Regions from separate parts of the Capsicum annuum genome. Here region 2 is linked to region 1. Evidence: chromatin contacts called from public Hi-C data. All regions are on one chromosome and are shown on one strand. The core of a region is the stretch at or near the end of the contact, and the rest is flanking DNA. Distances in the headings are between cores, read along the strand shown. Region 1 has its middle 6.3 kb from the start of LOC124885500. Region 2 has its middle 4.6 kb from the start of LOC107877737.

Region 1 (7,301 bases), core at 1,933-4,432:
ATAAAAATTTATAATAATTTTTATATGATAAAATGTAGGTGTGATTTACTGGTAAATTAGAATAAATGCAATTGAAGTATTACCATAAAATGAATATTTATATGATAAAAAGTATTTATGATTTTATTCAATGTAAGTCAATTAAGGAAGCATGAAAAAATTGATTGAGAAATATAATAGAAAATGTATAATCAATTAACAATTATGTATGTGTGTATATATATATACACACACACACATAAATATATATGAAAAAGAATATTGTATCAACTGCAATTAATCTAGAAGTTCTAATGCCATAACAATTTACCACTATATAAGAAGGCTATACTCAATAAAAGATAATTAATTCTTGCCATAACATGTTAGAGAAGATGAATTATGCAAGTGATTTCTGCCACAACTTATCTTGTCCTGATAATCTCTAGAATCTCAATTTACTTTGAGTATTGCTTTAAAATAGATTTTTCTTGATTTATCAAGTCAACTAAATATACAGGTTATGTTGCATATTCATTTTATTTTCTACATGTTTGGTGAAAATTTTATGAGCCAGTATTCATGTACTTTATGTTTTATAAAAAAATATAATTTGTACTCTTTGAAGATTTAAGTTAGTGATCATGCATTTTTAAGGACTTATAAAAATTATCTTGGTCAAAATGTGAAATGAGAATTTTAGCAATAACACAAAAATTTACAAGTTATACATTAAATATGAAGAAACTAATATTGATATTAGATGGTTGATTTTCTTGCATTGCAAATATTGTTGCTTTAAATTTCAGTGAGATAATAATATGACTTCAAAAATTAATAAACTATGATACTAAATTATTAATCCATTATATTTTTATATATTAAGATTAATACTTGATTTGTCTATACTATATTTTTATATGTTATGATTAACAATTAATTTATAAATTAAATTATGTGATTTTAATAGTGTATAAAAGTTTTGTTGATATTGAATTAAGAATGATAGTTAAGTGACCTTAGTAAAAAACTGATAGTTCTATAACTATCTATGAAATTTACCCAACACTAGAATTACTATCTCAAAAGCTATATCTCGAAGATTAAGATTTGGGTGAGTATCTTGTGGCTGATGCTCAATGGACAATGCTCAAATTGAATAAATCAAATACTTATGAATATTGATTTTTTCAAATTCATTATATTTAAATTTTTACTGCAAATATTATTGTACTTTTACGTAGCATATTGTACTAATGTGAAAGTAAAGGTCATTTATCATTTGTTATTTATAAACATTATGCTACAAACTTTCTTATTTTTTGTTTTAGTTGATATAAACAGGCAATGAATTCAATCATGTTTATCTTTATATTTGTAACTCCAATTTTAGAATATTGTAGACCTTTTGGTGCAATAATTATTTTGATCTACTTTGTACAATATAACGGATAAAGATGAATAAGATTAATATCTTATTGTACTGATGAACATGAAGGGTTAAGTATTAGTTGAATGTTCTAAGATGGGAGGGAATTCGATTTTGATAGTGATTAATATTTATAATTTCATTCAAATTGAGTAAATTGAGAAATTATGATAGGTTTGGTCGAAAATAAAGTTGAAAAGTGAATATTCAAACCTATGAAGGACTAAACCATTTATTCAAAAAAATAATATACAATAAGATTCATTAATATTTGTTGGTCCATTATCATAAGAGAATAAGTGAACATTGTGAAATCGTGCAAACATGTTAGGACCTTAGATAATGTTATAAGTTATTTGTTAAAAAAATGGTAATAAAAAAATATGAGAGAGAAAAAATTGACTTTTATTGAGACTTTGCTCAAAATATTTGCCTTGGCAAAAATATTTTAAATTTATAAAAAATATACTATGACTAAGATCGTGCAAAGAAATACAAAATCTACTTTATTTTTTTAACCAAATTAAGAAGTACGTCACTTAACTAATAATAATTATGTTAAATATGCATTTTCTTTTATAATTATATGATTTTCTTACAAAATAAATCAGAATAGATCACAATATTATCTAATATTCTTAAATAATTATATGACAATATAATATTATTTGCACGCAGATATTAATTTTCGATAAAAATGTTTAAGTTTTACGTAACTAATGATACTAAGTTCAATATTTTAATAGTTATTTTTCATATTGCATAAATTTATTAATTTCAAATATGTGAATGATATTGAATAAACTTTTTATTATATAAAATCAATAAGATAATAATTTCTATAATTAATTTCATTTAATATCGACCGCGCATCACGCGGGTACTAATACTAGTTAATTAAATATTTGTAATAAAACCTTTCCTTATTAGAAGTCATCAAAATTTATGACAACTAATACCTTTTTCATTAGTTTAAGAATTCTAAATCAAGTAAAACTGATTTTAAGAAGATTTGAAAAATCTAAAAATAAATATAAAAGCATTAGAATAAGAACAATGTAAAAAGTACCAAAATTTTAAAAGTTTTGAGTAAATAATTGAAGATTTTCTAAAGATTCAACTTTAAAAATAAGAAAATATTTTAAATATAAGAAAATAACCGTAGTACAAATATGGTTCAAATCGATGCATCTCTCTTAGTTTCTAACAACAAGAAAAAGAGGTATTGACAAATGCAAAGGTGAGGATCCATTAACCACTTAAAACTTCTGGTGGTAAGATATATATGTACTTACAATAAAATATATGTTATGTTTACATTATTATATTAAAGTGTGAAGGATCTTTGAGAAGTGATCTGAACTTTTTATACTTCATTAAAAATCTTTGCAATAGACAAAATCGTCTAATTTTAAATAATCAAAGGCTACACGTGCTAGGCACGTGCCGTTGAATTAGTAATATTAAAAATATGATCTTTACCCGTTTTAAAATTTAATTACTTACATTATTTTTAATCATGTAAATAATTATAAGATTTAACATATAATAATAAGCTCTAATGATTGCCTTCTTTTTTTCTACAGGCTTTAATTGTTATCGTGCACACAAAATTTGATCAATAAGTCTTTTAAGCGATAATTTAATTTCTTTTACTAAATTTATTTTCTCTGCAATGATCAAATTTATTCAATGGAGTGTTACGTACATGTGCTTTGGATAATGATAAATTTACGGTACAAATAGTTATTGCTATCATATTACAGTTGACCAGAAACTCACAAATAGTTGTTGCTATCATATTACAGTTGACCAGAAACTCTATGTCATATTTGATGGGTGTCTATGTCTTGTCTATGTTTATTTTAAAAGATTAGATTTTATCATGATCAGTTTGGTCACTCTCTTTCTATTCTATTAATTTTTATTGTCAAGAAGTTGAAGGCTTGGAATTACAGTATAAGATGTTTTGTTTTTTTCTCCTCACAATTATGCCTTTAAGTTAAATATAGTCAGACTTAAATTTATTTAAAATCTCAATTAGAAATTCCTTAGTAGTCTTGTTTGTTACGATAAATCACCTTTGCTTTGTTTTAATGACTATTCTGTTCCTGTATCCATATTGAGCTGTCTTTTTCTCAAAACTATCTGCTAAGATTCAAAGTCTTATTTTTCTTCTCACATCCTTGGCTGATTTAACTGTCCAACTCCAACTATCACAATTGAGTCGTTAAGAAGAGTTTGATTTATGAAAGGTTAAATTCTTTTTTATTTATGAATCTTAATTTTGTAATTTGAAGTTTTTATGTGTAATTTAGTTTTAATATTGTTGCACGCCCGTAGTATGTTTATTTTCATAAATTTATAATTTTTCATACAAGTGCATTAGATAGGAGGGTGTGAAGGTCATAGATTAGGGTAGAAGGTTAGTAGGTGGTTATATTTTGACTTATTTTTTGGTAGGTTTAGATTTAGTGGGAGTCTGACGAGAGTTTGAGAGCATTGTGTCTGTCGTAAATTTAACTTTATATATGTATTTTCTTGCTTTTGATGTCTATTACCCTCTATTATATATTATGTTTTAGTTACCACATTATTTCATGTATTATTTCTCTGAACACTATCCATTGTTTTTCTTACTAAATGACATGTTTTCTTCATTGTTGTATTTTCTTTTCGTAATATTTTCTTAATATGGGGTACGAACATTGATATCTTTATTGCAGTAAATTCTTGAAGAAGAGAAAAGAATTGTTTTATTGTTAGGAATTTTAATAAATCCTCCACCACACTGTTGCCTAGATTTTTCAAGCACAGTAGTTTCTTCAGTCTCATTCAACAATTTAAAAGATATGTTTGATCTTTTTACTTTTAATCCATATCTAATAATGCTATCCTGATCTAGATTATGGATATCTATTGAGAATGGTCTCTCTATCCATTTGAGGCAGTGATAAAACATGTGTTATATTGAAAATTATCTTGAGTCTGAAAGCATAACTTTTGAATCCTAATTTTATAAGTTAGCCGGTGGTTTATCAGAAAAAGTCTCTCTACTACAAAGATATTTATAAGGTATGCATACATCAATAATTTCATTTATGAAGAGATATATTGTAATATTTATCACGTTTATTTTTATCATTTAAATGAATCTTGCTTTTGTTTTAATGTCAATTGCTATATAAGTTCATATAATTTGTTATTTTTATACAATATTTATTCATAACATTTAAATAGATATAACAATCATGTTAACATCTATTTGCATATTTTAATAATTTATATATATATATATATATATATATATTATAGAGAGGCTTCTATGTAGATACACATCAAATCTTTATACAGTAAAATAATCTGATCTACAACTCTTATCATCAGGGTTGTCTTGAAATTCATCGTTTAGATGTGACTAAATTTCAAACACAAGTAAATTTGTTCAAGATTGCTTTTCATCTTTCATTGTATGTTATGAACACTATATCCTTCAGAGGTACTTTGATACTATGAATAAAATATAAAATTGACGAATTTGGTGTTGCTCACGTAAGCCATGAAGATAAAACGAGTAAGACACCTGTTCCAAGGAAAAAAAAAGAGATTTCTATTATGATTGTATTCTATTTTCACTTTATCAATCTATGAGACGGTGGTATAGAGTAGGAATAAATCAGTTGAAATAACTGTTTCATAAATAATTATTTTATCACAATTAAGGCATCACGGTGCAAAGTAAGAATAAATCAGTTGATATGATTGTGTCATAAATAATTATTTTTGTTGTGATTATGGGTATGAATTTTCTAGTATTATATTCAAAGAGGGATGTAGAGTATGGTATAAGGTACATCTAAATTTTACTTCCTCTATTTCAAAAAGAATAAACTATTTTTCTTTTTATCTGTTTAAAAAAGAATGATTCCTTTTTTTTTTTGGCAATACTTTAATTTTAACTTTCCACATATCATGTTTATGACCACAAGATTAAATAACATTTTGGTACATTTGACACTACTTTAATTTAAGGCCACAAGATTTAAAAGTCTTCTTTATTTTCTTAAACTTTGTGTCAAGTTAAAGTAGATCATTCTTTTTTAAACGGAGAAAATAACAAATTTAAATTTCTCACTTTATTAATAAGAACTGGATTGCAAATACAACAATCAAAAAAAATTGAACTACATCAAAAATATAAAATTGCTCAATGAAAGAAATAAGAATGGGGATGACAAACTTATACTTTGACAATGAAAATGACAAGAATCAAACTCTTTTCTCGATAAATACATAATGCCTGAATCACATACCATTATCCCTTTTGATGGAATCGTCCTCAAGCCCACTACTCTAACCTGGATTTGGTTCTATTGCTTATTCTCAGATCAATAGTTGTTGTTAACCCAGTAACCTTGGTATCATAACATGAACTCAGTACGCTTAATATGGAGTATGATAGTTGTACTTATGAGCGAACGACATGATTAAGTTTAAAATATGATACTTGTATAACCTTGGTATCAAACGACATGATTAAGTTCAAAGTATGATACTTGTGTAACCTTGATATCAAACGACATGATAGTTGCGCTTATGAGCAATATAATATCTTTCCCGAAATTTAAGTTCAAAATATGATCAATTTGAATTATTTCGAGTTCATTGTGTACTACAATACACACACCAGGACACTTTAACTTAGTTATAGTTTTAGTTGGTGCTGACATAATTAATTTGCTCGATGCAAGTTGATAGACATTGATACCGTACCACGTCCCCTCCCATATTGGGACATGATACGAGAGCCCACCAGTTATACTGGCAATCAGATCTATTCCTCACGCAAATGTTCTTGCCATATATAATTAGACTAGTGGCGATAGGCTCGTGCTGAGCACGGGCCCAACATGTTAAGATTATACTTTTTAAATTATTATGAAAACACTGAAATAAATCATCAAAAAAAGTATTGATCTATTTATATATAATATGACTGTATTTAGAAATTTAATCCCAGTTTATATTCTCCCGGAAATTTTACCACCTAAAATTTAGATCTTTCATTAATTGTTAAGGAAATATATTTATAATTTATACATGAAGTGGCATAAAAAAAAATAGTTTTAAATAATGTAAGTTTTTAATTATTCTGATTTACAATACTTCTTCTTCTGTTTCAATTTAAGTAACACTAATATAATTTCGAGAGTCAAGTAAATATCACGATTGAAATAACGAAGTAGACATGTCTCAAAAGACTCATAATAACTAACTAGAAGTAATATAGCAAATTGCCATAAAAATACTTGTGAAAATAATTTAAGCGGCCTCATATAAGATGTCAAGTTAATTTAAAGCATCAAACGTTAATTTTTTATTTTATTTCTATTTTATCTTTTTTATTAAATATTATTGATATTTTAATACTTAGATGACTTATAATAATTAATTAGAGGTGATATAGTAAAATTACCGTTGAAGTAGCTGCAACAGACATGTCATAAATGTCTATTTTACTTTTTTATTAAATATTATTAATTTTCTAATACGTAAATGACATATAATAATTAATTAGGGGTGATACAGAAAAATCATGGAGCAAGCAATGGTCGGCAAACATGTCGACTACCGAAACAAAAAGTAGTTTAAAAATTAAAATCTAATTTCCTTGTTTACGTATTTTATTCTTCATTTATTTGTACCTAATAAAAATTGATATTTGATCATTCAGATCTTAGCTCGTAACTATGTATTTAATTTTTTATTTGGATCTAATCATTTAGATCTCAGTAGATGTACTACTTTCATATTTTCTTTTTGACACAGATATTACTATTGCAAAACACTTCATCCTAACATTTTTAATTTATATTTTTTTAATCTATTTTAT
Region 2 (7,301 bases), core at 1,667-4,166, 73 kb before region 1:
CAATTAGTAGATATCCATCTATATGAATATTTTTCTCTATTATACTCTATTTTTAATCAAGTCTGCATTGATTTTATGAAATTGCAAGTTATTCAAGATAATTTTTTTTCATATGATTTTAGGTCAATATTATCATCTTTTAATATCTTCACTCACTATAGTTTATTGTCAAGTGTATATGTACGTTGATATAGGATATTATCAAACTATCTCAATTATTTTTCAATATATGCTACTTGCACCTTCTCGAACATGTGGTACATATATTATATGTACACACCACATGTTAAAGTATAATCTTGTACAAATGACCTTATATTTAGTTATTTTATATGGTCTATATTTCATTTAGGACCATCCTAAAGCTTTAGATTAGAACAATGAGTAATTGTAATTAACTTCAAGATTAAGTTTGAAAAGCATAGCTAGTAACAAGTCACAACATGAGGAAATGATGCTAACTTCTAGATAGAATAAAATTCAATGTTGACAACTAATTAGTAAAAGGTATACTAGGGTCCTTTTAACATCTCGAAACTAAAACACCTTTTCAAAATTTAAAAAATACACATAGTATTAACTTTTTTATCCCACAATAGAAGAGTAAGATTTGTATACATACTATATATTATCTTTTCGAGATCTCACTTATGAGATTTTAAAAGATACATCCTCCATTCCACAATATTTATCGCAATTTCTTTTTTGAGAGTCCTCAAATAATATGAACTTAGACGAATATTTTGAAATGTACTTATACACTGTATAGATATGAGAAAAATTATAATTATAGTACTTCTTGTATAGGTTTTAAATATTTAACTTTTAATTTTAAAATATCAAAAATAATTCGACCTAAAATAGCTTTAAAAATTAATTAAATTAATTTTGAAAAAGGTGAAACATGACTATTATTTTAAAATGGAAGAAGTATGTTATTGGTATGGTAAAAAACACAAATAATATGCTCTTTTATTTTTTTATTTTTTTTGAGAAGAAACAATAGACAGAGACATTTATGTTGTCAATGCCACAAAGAAACCATTCAAAAATGAAATGAAGAAAAATCATAAAGGTAAAGTCAAAATTAGTGTGTGCTTTTAATTTATGTTAAATCATTTGTTTAATGTTTCAATGGGGTCGTCTATTTATCTTATACTAAATAAATTAACAACTTTTTGACGGTGGATATCTTAACTTCTCATTTGATTAAAGAAGTAACCTCAAAATAATCTTAATCATCAAATACATTCATATAAAATCAAATAAATAAATAACTTGTGGTTCACGATTGAAGTGATAAATATAATTTCTTCAAATTTAATCAAATATTCTAGTTTGAGTTTTAGTTGAAAATGAAGTCATTTTCGTTAGAGAATGCATTATTCCACAAAGTGAAATTTTTCGATGTAAATTTAAATTTAATCAAATTTCAATTCAAATATCAAACGATACACACTAATTGAAAAAATAAAAAATAAAAACTTGTGATTCATGTAACCAGGACTATTTTTTATTTGTTTGTTGCTCAATTATTGGTTCAGATCTCTCCTTAGGTTTGCTTAAGTTTAAAAAGGAATAATACAATTGCCCACCACGCATAAAGAATACTTGAATATTTAATCATGTAAGTGTCTTAATTTTTTTTTTATAATATTCCTTTATTAAAAAGATGCTGATTTTTGTTCTCTATGTCTCAAGAATTTTTTTACCCTATTAATTATTAGCTAATCAATTTTTAAACACAATTTCAATTCATTAATATTTGATTAATTTCAATTTAAAATAATTTTTGGTTCAACTTCAACTCAAATACTCCTCCAAATGCCTACTGTTCCTATCATTTTAGTGAATTTCTAATTTTCTAGATACCACTATTAGGGGAATAGATAAGTTGAGTAAAATGTAGACTAATTAAAATAAAGTGAATCAATAAAGAAATTATTGTTTAATCCTATTTGAAATTTATATTAGGAAAACTGAGTTAAGTGAAGATGAGCTAAACTATAAGTCATAGCCCAACTTATCCAATTTAATTCATCACTTTTACAATTGCAAACTTATGTTTAGTTATCGATTTATATAACAGAAACTTATAACATAAATAGATTTAACTACACTATTATTCCACATCAAGACTCAAGACAAAGTAGGTGGTACAAAAAATTTGAATTACACTTTCTTGATTTATGATTAAACATTTTCATGAATCAAAATTAGATACACAGTGATTCTACTTGGACCACTGATTTTGATAGGTTAAGTTGTGTATAAAGCCGTATAACCTATTAAAAATTGAATGATTAAATGAGTTAGATAAGTCAAGATCAATTTTATCACCCATAAAAAAAATAAGTAAAAACTACATAAATTTTAATCCTTTTGGAGCTAATTACTCTTTTAGCTTTTTTCAAAATCATAAAAAATAAATTATTTAGTCTACACAGATATATTATTTAATTTTATACGGATACATTATATTCTTTCGAATATATCATTTAATTTTATGAATATATTACATTTTTTTAAATACATCATTTAATTTTTCATAAATCATCACATTCTTTAGTGATGTATCCTTACTTTTAAGTAAGATCAGATATTTATATAATTATATAAAAGCATTGAAATTCTAATAGTTATAATAAATTAAGTTGTAATATAAGTATAATTTTTTTAAATAATAATACAAATAAAAAGAAAAGGCTTAAACCCATATTGACATTTTTCTAATATTTTATTTGAAGTGTCCATATGAAAGCACAATCATCATATCCATGAAATGTTAAAAATCCTAAAAATAGCAAGACCACCATTATATAACTCAAATTTTAATTACCAAATCAAGAAAACAGTGTCCTCTCCCCCCCGCCGACACCCCACCCCACCCCACTCTTCTTTTTGTTTTAAAACACAAGATTGATTATTAGAAGGTACATGCTCGTACAATGTAGTCAGTAGTTTCACTAAAGTGCACATGTAAGTTGTGAATTTGTGAACCCGGAATAAAAATATACCCTACAACTAAAAATAGAATTAAAGTATGTCATATAAAAACAAACATCAAAATAGACGTTGTGACCTTAATAAATGCATAATGCCTTTAAATTTGTAACGACAGCCGTCTGACGACGTTAAAAAAGTGAGAATTCACATTATGCATTTAATAAGTGCACAATCCATTTTTTTATCATCCATTTTTTTGTGAATTGTACACTTAGAAAGTGCACTTATTAATTAATATTGTGCACTTTTTAAGTGCACAATTCATTTTTTTTGGATTGTTTACTTATTAATTCACATTGTGCACTTATTTTGTTCTATTTCGTTTTATCTGGTTTAATTTTTTCGGTTCAAGTTTTATAATGAAATTGCACTTAACGTCGAGTTTGGATTAATTAAAGAATCACAACAAACATTAAGAGATCAAATTCATTTTTTCCTTTTAATCAAAAACTTTTTTTCTTTTAATCAAAAACTTACATATTATTTTGAAAAATATTTTCTTGAATGCACCCTGAGTTCACCAAAAATTCATTATCATTATCATTAAAACAAACTCTGGTCATCTTAGATAAAGTATAGACAAGCCAAATATATTTTTTCCGTAATAAAACAACGTAACAATAATGTACGTGGCGAAAATTCAAGGACTAACCTATTGTGAATAGATTAGAGTAGATCCAGAAAGTGTTTTTTTAAGATAAAATTAGTTATCCTTATAATCTTTCTTTTTTCTTCTCGAAATTCTAATAAATTTCCAGAGCTTATATCTTCCGAAAATAATATTTATATCTTAATAGGGGTAATGAAGCACAATCCATTTTTTTTTTTTTTGATTGTGCACTTATTAAATGCACAATTCATTAAAAAATGGATTGTGCACTTAATAAGTGCACAGTTTATTAAAAATGGATTGTGCACTTATTAAGTGCACAATCCATAAAAAAAATGGATTGTGCACTTAATAAGTGCACAATGTGAATTCTCATTTTTTTAACGCCGTCAGACTACTGCCGTTATAAATTTAAAGGCATTGTGCATTTATTAAGTGCACAAAGCCTATTTTGATATTTTTTTTTTATTTAACATACTTTGATTCTTTTTTTAGTTGTAGGGTATATTTTAGTTTCGGATTCTAAATTTGTCTTTCTATGATCAGCCGTGTACAACTAGTTTTTACTACATCTCAAACTTTTGGGTCCCACTCTCCCTCTCCATATATACTTTTTAATTTTTTTGAAAGTCAAATTAGATAAATCTTGATTATATTATTTTTTCATCAAATTAATATAAAAAGAATTTCAGTTTTATTTTACTCTTTATATTTTGTTACATTGAGTTGAGGATTTTTTGAAAATAACTTCTCAATTTGCACGAGATAGTAATAATGTCTGCATACACTCTATATTCTCTGCAGACCTGACTTGTGAGATTTCACTGTGAATATACGGTTGCTACACTTCATATTATTTTTTGAGAATCTAAAATACTCCCCTGTCTAATTTTATGCGGCAACATTTGAAATGACACAAATTTAAGAAGAAGAAAAAAGTCTATTAAAATTTGAGGTCTAAAATAATTTTTAGATATTTGTATGGTTGTAAATTATTTTATTAATTAAGATTAAAAGGCAAGTTTAAAGATAAATTGTTTTTATTTATTGCAAAGTGCTATTCTTTTTAAGACGAACAAAAATGAAAAGAATATTATGTAAATTAGGATGAATGAGTATAATTTTAAAATATGAAATTAATTATTGTTTCACTAAAATTGATATAAAAGAATTTCAACTCATACTATTTTTCATCTTGTTTGAATATCTAAATTTTAATTATAATAATAGATTAATTAATTCAATTTAACATGAAAAATTAATGAGATTTCTGTCGAAAAACTAAACACAAGTATTTTGAGATGATGAAAGTAGTATAATAAAAAAAAATTTACATTTAGCGTACGCTTTCCGTATTCTGACAACTTTTGGATTAGTTAAATGGGAGAATTTTACTGCCACTTTTATTTTTAAAAATCTTTTTTACTGGGCTTAGTGAAGCTAAAAAATTAATGGGAAAAGAACTCTATAGCACTTTTCAAAATAAATAGCTCAAGTTTGAAAATTTTTCAAAAAATGGTTAGTCAGATATACTATTTCTGCTTTATAGTCATTTTCTAATTTGGGTCATTTTGGCCTACGTAGTCCATATACAGTCTATATACAATACTGATACAATATTCAACTTGGGCAATTTGATCCTTTTAAAAATATTTCAATTTTGTTTGCTATAAATTTTTTAACTGATCAAATATTCTACTTTTTTTTTCATTGTTTAGAAATAATAATTAAATTACATAAAAACGATATAATTGTTAAATAGAATATGTATTTATATAAGATATATGTATAAAAATTGCATAGTTCTATCAAATATGTATATGCATAAAATATATATAAAAAATATATAGAAAGTGTATGAAAATTATATAATTGTTTTATAAAACATGTAAAAAAAAAGTACAGTTATTATATAAATTGTGTATCAAAATTGTATAATTTTCTTATAGAATATTTATATGTATAAGATTTGTATAGAAACTGTATAGAAGCTGTGTAGAAACGGTATGAAACAAGTCAGTAAACTGAAATGGTTAGAAAGTGAAATTTAAATTCTATGGTCATTTTCATGGAAATAATTTAATTTGAAGTGTCGTTTCTGTCATTTTCTCATTAATTAATTGAAAATGTAAATATATTATTTTTAGTTTGTTAAGAAAATAATACTACTAACATATTCTTATATCTAAAAATAAATTTTATTTTATATTTAATGCAATGATTTATATAGTATTAAGATTTGTTCTGATTTATTTATCATTATAATATTTTTTAAGATAATTTTTTTTTTACAATTTTTTTTCTTATATAATGACGCAATAGCATCAATAATCTCGTATTGAGGTTAGAAAGTTTTATTTAGAAGAAAAGATATTTTAATGATAATTTTTTTTAATATATTAGTAGATTGCTCATTTCCTATTGCATGAATATAGGTTAATTAATAGCCCACGTTATAGTATTTTATTTTAATCGATATTCAAAATTTGCTTTGTTAACCTACAACACTTTGTTGTTTCGATCTCAACATTATATTTTTACATAAATTTTTCAAACTTATTTTAATCAAACGACCACACCTAAATTTGATTTACCTTTAGTGGCTAGTCCTTATTGTATCTTTTCTTTATATTTATTGTTTACATAGAATTTAGTTGATATAATTTTAATAGAAATAAATAAATTAAAGTGAGTTAATTTTGTTTTTTTTTTCGTTCCTCGATAAAAATATTAAAAATGGCAGTTTGGTGCTTGAAACTTCTATTATGTGCGAGGTTTGGGGAATGATCGGATCACAAAGGTCTATTGTACGCAACCTCACCTTACATTTTTGTAAGAAACTGTTTCCACAGCTTTAACTCATTATCTCTTGATCACACGACAACAACTTTACTAGTTATCAACCTGCTTTAACCCATGATCTCCTGATCACATAACAATAACTTTATTAGTTATTCGATAAAATATTAAGAGACAAAAATACTATTAACCTGTAAAATATAAACCTTGAAAATAAATTTATAAAAACTACAAAATTTAAGGTGCCTCGTTTCTTAATCCTTTAAAATTTATTTTTTAATTGTTAAATAATTTATTTTAAAATAATTTAAGATTTTCTTATCAAAATTTGACTTTAGGCCACAAAAATAGTCGAGTCACGTTACAATTTGTCAAAGTGCAAAGAACATTTATTTCTAAAACCCTAAGGTCGAGTAATTTTACATAAAAAGTTTTACATTAGACTAAAATCCTTAACGTAATAATATAATATTAATAAATTACTAATATTTTTTTCAATTATATTATCATTTTTACCGGAAATATGCATGCTCGACATACTTTGACTATTAAATGGCCATTCAGTACTTACTAGGCAAAGATTAGGAATTAAATGTACATCCTCTTCACAAAAAAGGTAATGTCATTATATGGAAGAAATGAACCATAAAGTAGAGATCATTCTTCCATTTTATACTGTTTAGCCTTCATATTCATATTAATTGCTTGAATTTATATGTATGGTTTCTAAAATTAAGAATTGTGTTACCATGGTAGAACTGTTCCATCCTTAATCAGAGGTTTTGAGTTCGAGTTTTGACTATGAAAAAATTTCTATTTGGAGTGTCACCCCTAGAATGACCCTTCAATGGGCGATGCAGATTAGTCGGAGCTCCAAATAGTACTG

What was found. A called contact is a pair of places that touch in the nucleus more often than the background predicts.
Region 2: a contact with region 1 is called in a Hi-C map of placenta, with 3 times the contacts expected there. The contact joins two enhancer-like sites. A contact is called at or near these places in 2 of 5 Hi-C or Micro-C datasets (leaf and placenta).

The regions. Positions count from the first base shown.
Region 1 is chr7:19,684,807-19,692,107 of UCD10Xv1.1, reverse strand. No RefSeq gene overlaps it. Among protein-coding and RNA genes, the nearest start is that of LOC124885500, 6.3 kb to the right of the region's middle. Within about 2 kb of position 3,182, at least 1 of the 5 cell types and tissues checked has an H3K27ac peak or open chromatin away from gene starts, as enhancers often do.
Region 2 is chr7:19,757,071-19,764,371 of UCD10Xv1.1, reverse strand. No RefSeq gene overlaps it. Among protein-coding and RNA genes, the nearest start is that of LOC107877737, 4.6 kb to the right of the region's middle. Within about 2 kb of position 2,916, at least 1 of the 5 cell types and tissues checked has an H3K27ac peak or open chromatin away from gene starts, as enhancers often do.